2 separate regions of the Mus musculus genome follow, and region 1 is linked to region 2. The links are chromatin contacts, called in public promoter capture Hi-C maps. All regions are on one chromosome and are shown on one strand. Each heading gives the region's core, a stretch centred on a gene start, on an enhancer-like site or on the middle of the called end of the contact. The rest is flanking DNA. Distances are from core to core; before and after follow the strand shown.

Region 1 (2,802 bases), core at 110-2,609, 64 kb before region 2:
GGAGTCCCAACGTTTGGGAGGTGGAGGTAGGAGAGTCAGGAGAGGCCAAGGTCACCCTCCATCATCCTGGGATGCTATCTGAAACGCTGGAACGTTGAAGCTGTCCTGAAAACATTTTAAATCGCTTTGGGGAATTTCAAAAGCGGCAGTGTTGAAGATCCAGCAAGCACAGGCAGATATCTAGACTGAAGTTCAGCGTGTATTCTCCTCCCACCCCCACCTCCCACAGTGATAGAGAATGAGAAGAAAATAGTTTGCGTTGTAGCAAGCCTGTGTCAAATCAGGGAGTTGACTGTAGAGAGAAAGGAACAGGAAAAAACACCCTCGCCTCAGGGTGCCCCCACATTCCCATCTCCTGTGGATAAGAACCAGTGGTCTAGGTCAGAGGCTAAGGACGACTCCGCAGAGAATCACCTATGTTAACTCTTAATGCCCGGGTATGGCCTCCAATTTCTCCATTAAAACCAGTCATATCCTTCACCCTACCCCCGACCCCAGGTGCTGTCGGAGCTTGTTCAGTTCCGTGACACCCAAGCCACCTTTCCTCCTGTGCAAAGCAGGTCACGAGGGAGACACCAGCGCACACCTCGATTACGGTCTCCAGGGGGAAAGCCTAGGCTTCCACACTTAGCACAAGAAGTAAACAAAATCCTAGCGCATCTAAAGAGGCCCAGCAAGTACCCGGCTGCAGGGCGGGCAGCGTGAGAGGGGACGAAGCCTGGTGTTCCGGACCGAACTTTCCTTTATCCTCATTGCTAAAATAGCTGGGACCGTTCTCCATCACCAGGTGCAAGACCTTCCAACCTTCACAGGGACCCACCTAGACCTTGCTCGGTTCCCCGGCCACTGGGCGCGCTGCCCTGGCTTGCGCCCCAGGCTGCATCGCAGCTGATGGGTGATGTGCTAACTGCCAAGGACTTGAAGAGACTAGGTTTGACTTACCTTACGTTACAAGTCTTTCTATTGATAGCACACAGGCCCGAGACCACCCTGTGCTCAGGCTGTACCAAGGTGCAGACCGAGTCGGGAGCTCAGCTGCGCACCTCTGCTCGCTCGGCTTGCCACCCAAAACCACAAAGAAGAAATAGGTAGGGGCATGAATGCTCAGGGACAAAGGCCCCAAAGAGTGGATGTGTCGTACGTAGCTCCTTCCTCCTGTTCTGCCAAACAATAACACCTCTGCACTCCCTACTCCCACAACACACACCCTGATGTTCAGTTAAGTCAGGTTTTGGGATCCTGGATTCAGACCTACCAGAAAAGAGGAGGCTCTGCGGCGCGCTGAGGCAGGGGAGCCACTGCAAAGTCAGCAGGCTGCTGCTCTGCGGATCGCAGACTCCGGCTCTACAAGAAGGAGGAGGAGGAGGCGGGGCCGCGGCGCTCCAGCCTCCTAGCTTTCTCCATTGTGATTGGAAACCCGAGACGGGTCTATCCCTCCCCTCGGCTCGTTCAATCTCCTTCAAGGACAAGGCTGGAGTGTGCACGCGCTCTCCCCCGCTCTCTAAAGTTAGAGGTCACCTTCCGCTGAGGCACTTATTCCGTAAACCTGCCTCTCTGGCCTTCTGTACGGTCTCCATCTTGTGCTAATAGAAACCTATGTCTAGGTTGCATTCCGGCTCCACTTTAGAGCAGTCGCCTTGCTTAAGATGCTACTGATACATCACTCCAAAAGGCCTCGGAGCTTCTGAACTCTTTTCAGAAGTGGGGGTTTATACACGCCTGTTATCCCAGCACTGGTAAGGCTGAGTCCTGAGGGAAGTCAGGAGTTTGAGACCAGCCTAGGCCTCTCCATTAAGACTGTTTCAAACAAACAAAAACAAACTAACCCAGAAGAGAACAGATTTTTGGTCATTTAAAGTTCCTTCAATAAGACAGTAACCGCCCCTCCCCCTCTCCCCACACCTAATTCAACTAATAGCTGCCCAACAAGATCGAAGGTGCCTGATTTCTGCCTTTCACAGTTCCTCCAGGAAACTGCAAGGTCCCAAGAAAAAGCCTGGCCCCAGGGAGAAAAAATAAGAACCCTAAGAAAGATGTAACTTCCCTAGGAGTCGCTGAGCTGGTACAGTGTGTGTGTGTGTGTGTGTGTGTGAGAGAGAGAGAGAGAGAGAGAGAGAGAGAGAGAGAGAGAGCGCTTCGCATAGAACCCAGGAGCTCACAGTTTAGCAGGGAGTAGCATCCCCAGCCCTGTAATTGTCTTCCCACATTCTTAGCTCTTTGTCTCATCCAGCCCAGTGCCCGGTTCCTTATTCCAGCATGGATTAAGCAATCAGAAGTGTTGTGAAAATTTAGGGCAGTTGTGTTTTCTTAAGATAAAATTGTTTCCCCATCTAGCAAGCTCACTGGAGTTGCTGTGTGAGAATTTGCCTTTTGTTTTCTTTAAGTGTGTACCTCTTGTCAACGACTACTAACTCTATAAATAGAACTTCCCTCTGCCAAGCATTGAAGGTGTAAGTGTGAATATAACTGTGCTCTTTGGGTGCTGCCCTCTGCCCCAATTTTACTGAAAATTTGGGGGAGTCTGGGTAGAGCTATCACATTACTGGGGAGTAGAAGGAATTGTAGGAATTGAAGAAAAGGAGACTCTTTGATAGAGATGTGACAGGCAGCTATGGATGGGACTTTGGGGTAGAGTACAGCCTTAGTGTTTGGGGTTTGAATCCCAGCAGTGAAAAAGAGTATCAGTACCAGGAGCTGAAGGGGAAGGGGTGGCTAGGGGGAATTTTAGGGAAAGAATAGAGCTTTCCATCTGCAAGGTAAATGCTTAGGAAACATGCAGGCAACAAGGGCTAAAGTTAAAGT
Region 2 (2,700 bases), core at 72-2,571:
GTCGCGGATGCGCGGTTTGCGCAGGTTCTCCGCTGCGATGCGCGCCAGCACATACTCCTCCGGGATGATGCTCTTCCTGGCCAACATCTTCCTTTCACCATAGCCCGCCTATGCACCTGCCTGAACCTGTGGCTCCTTTCCTCCACACGCGTCCTCCTAGACTAGAGAAACGCTTATTAAAAACTGTCAACTTCATTTCCTCGTCTCAGGTATCTGTACAAAGGGATGCTGTTTTACACACATATTAAATTAAAGATGTGATCAATACAAAAGAGAACCCACTTTGTGTCTGAGGTCTGGGATCCCAGAGAAAACTTTTGATCAGAACCGGAGGAATCCCCCCCCCCCTCTCTCTCTCTCCTCCCTGCTCACTCTTGGAAATAACCGCTATAAGCAAATCTTTAAGCATTTTCTGTATATTCTTTTGTGTCTCGGGATTAGTCAGGCAAGCCTGAGGACGAAAATTAAAGGCCAAGTGGGTTCACTATCTACTTGCTAAACTATTTAGATAAAGTAGCAAGGTTAAAAGGAAAGATGGAGGGATTCTTTTAGTAGCAGCGAAGAAAACTGCTTCCTGTTCATTAAGAAAATATTAACTGTAATTAAAAGATACCAAACATTGCGTTTTCGAACTTGAAAATGATTGATATTAAATTGGAAGGATTTACGAGATGCGTTTTAAAAGGCAGCCAGACTCCCCGCCCCTCCCTCTGAACCTATATCATACTATATGCTGGAAAGTAATTTGCGACGCGGGGATTAGAGACACTGCTGAGGTCTGCAGTGGATTTGCACAGCTCGAGCCAATCTGGGTACACCTTGACTGTTTGGCTTTGGGCTGCGCTATAGCCGGCTTCCCCTCCTCTCCCCGGGAGGCGCGATGCAACTTACAGACTCGGGTTTGCGCTCCCGGCTGCGGCTTGAGCTCCGCACAGGGCGGGCTGGTCCCAGGCTCTCGCATCCCGGGAGCAGAGACCTCCCGAAGTGCAGATCCGGGGGATGTTGGTCCTCCAGAACTGAGTTAAGACTCTAGAAGGTGCGATCCATAGTGCACGCGGGGAGGAGGGCTGGAAGATGAGGGTTGGGTTTGGCTTCCCCCCTCCTGCTGCCGGGCCACGGGGAGGGCGGGGTAGGAGCTGGGGATAGAGGTGCTAGTGGCCATGCTCCGCCAGCTCCTCAGCCGCCTAGCTGGGGCCAGACCTCCGAGCGAGCCGGGGAAAGTGGAGGCGGAGGCCAGTCGGGGGAGCCGGGGAGGCAGGGAGCCGGCCAGAAGGGAGGGACCACCGGGGGAGGAGGCACCAGCCGAGCCAGCTCGGTTCCCAGTAGCCCGGATTCTGCTGCCAGACCGGCACACACATCTTTAAAAGGCTCGCTGCTCAGAGAACTTTCTGAGCCCAAGTTCACTGACGCAAAGAGATTTTAATTTATTATTTTTTAAAGTGTAACTTGCGGGGGGGGGGTATCACTGGGTTACTTCAGATGAAATAAAACCAGATAGAGAGAGTGTAGGTGTTTTGGGTGGGGTGATTGTGGGGTGAGCGTGGGGTGAGGGTGGGGTCCCTGCCCTGAACTTGTAAATCTATTCGTGTTAGAATATAGAGGGGTGGGAGGGCTGAAATCCTTTCGGAAAAAAAACCGATTTCACCAACTAAGACCAGTTTTCAGGCACTTAAAGTCACACAAAAGAAACAAAAAGGGAAACAAAGATAGAGACTAACAACAAAAACACCATCAACAGTCTCTTCCAATAAAGAAAATTTACACCCAGCAGGACGGCTAAGCAAAGTCCAGCACCACACCTGCCTTCGGGGCAGGCAGGCGCAGTCGCGGCTCCGTTTTGACTCTTGGCCGCAGGCCTCTCCCTCCAGTCTAGATCGTAAGAATGATAAGACTGCTCACTTGCGCACAAGAAAGATTATACAGTAAATGTCTTTCTATAGCTTTTGAGAAGGAGCGGGGGTGGGGGTGGGGGAACAAATGTGCTTTTTTTCCCCCCCGCCGGTCATCCTGCTTTTGGCGTTTGTATTAATGGAAACTTTAATTCTTGGAAATTTTATGTTTTCCAAGACTTGAGGGTCGGGAGTATCCGAAGTATAAACAGCATGTTAATTTACTAGAAAGACCTAAAATTAGTCTTTAATGAAGGAAAATGAAGAGCCCCCCTTCCCTTTTTCCACTGTGGGTAGATCTGCTTAACCCCTTGCATTCTGGAGGGCCTGTCCTGTCAGTGAGATTCTTTTTGTTTCCTTTGTTTTCTGCAGTAATTCATGTTGTAGCCTCATAGCAGCCATGCAGACAACATTTGTGCTGTGAGTTCTGCCACTGAAATACAGTTTGAAGTGCACCTTGCTGTGCAATTTACTGTCTACTAATTTAACACCAAAAACATTAAACTCTTTTTTTTTTTTTTTTCAGAAGACAGGGTTTCACATATTCTGAGTTGGCCTCGAACTTGCTGTGTAGCCTATGGTGACCCTGAACTTCTAATCCTCCTGCCTATCTTCCTTGTGCTGGGATCGTAGGTGTGTGCCATCATGTCTGGGGTTTGTTTTGTTTTGTTTAAGACCTTGTGCATAGACAACCACTCTACCAACTGAACTACACGGCTACTCCTCTGTGCTTATGTGATTTCATTGCTGTCCTTTGAAACAGGAAGTTGTTATGAAACCCAGGCAGACTGATAGTTTACTATGTAGCCCA

What was found. Capture Hi-C pulls out chosen DNA fragments and counts their contacts.
Region 1: a promoter capture Hi-C map of adipose tissue shows a contact between it and region 2. The contact joins the promoter of Ldhb here to the promoter of Kcnj8 in region 2. A contact is called at or near these places in 1 of 484 Hi-C or Micro-C datasets (embryonic stem cells), 1 of 115 datasets of contacts at active chromatin or transcription factors (memory CD8 T cells) and 3 of 9 other capture datasets (adipose tissue, liver and pancreatic islet).

Annotation. Positions count from the first base shown.
Region 1 is chr6:142,506,598-142,509,399 of GRCm38.p6, forward strand. It overlaps Ldhb (lactate dehydrogenase B), which reads right to left and starts at 1,360. Exons shown (of 8, transcript NM_008492.3): 1 at 1,256-1,360.
Region 2 is chr6:142,570,293-142,572,992 of GRCm38.p6, forward strand. Kcnj8 (potassium inwardly-rectifying channel, subfamily J, member 8) reads right to left here and starts at 1,322. Exons shown (of 3, transcript NM_008428.5): 1 at 892-1,322; 2 at 1-161. The coding sequence starts at 87.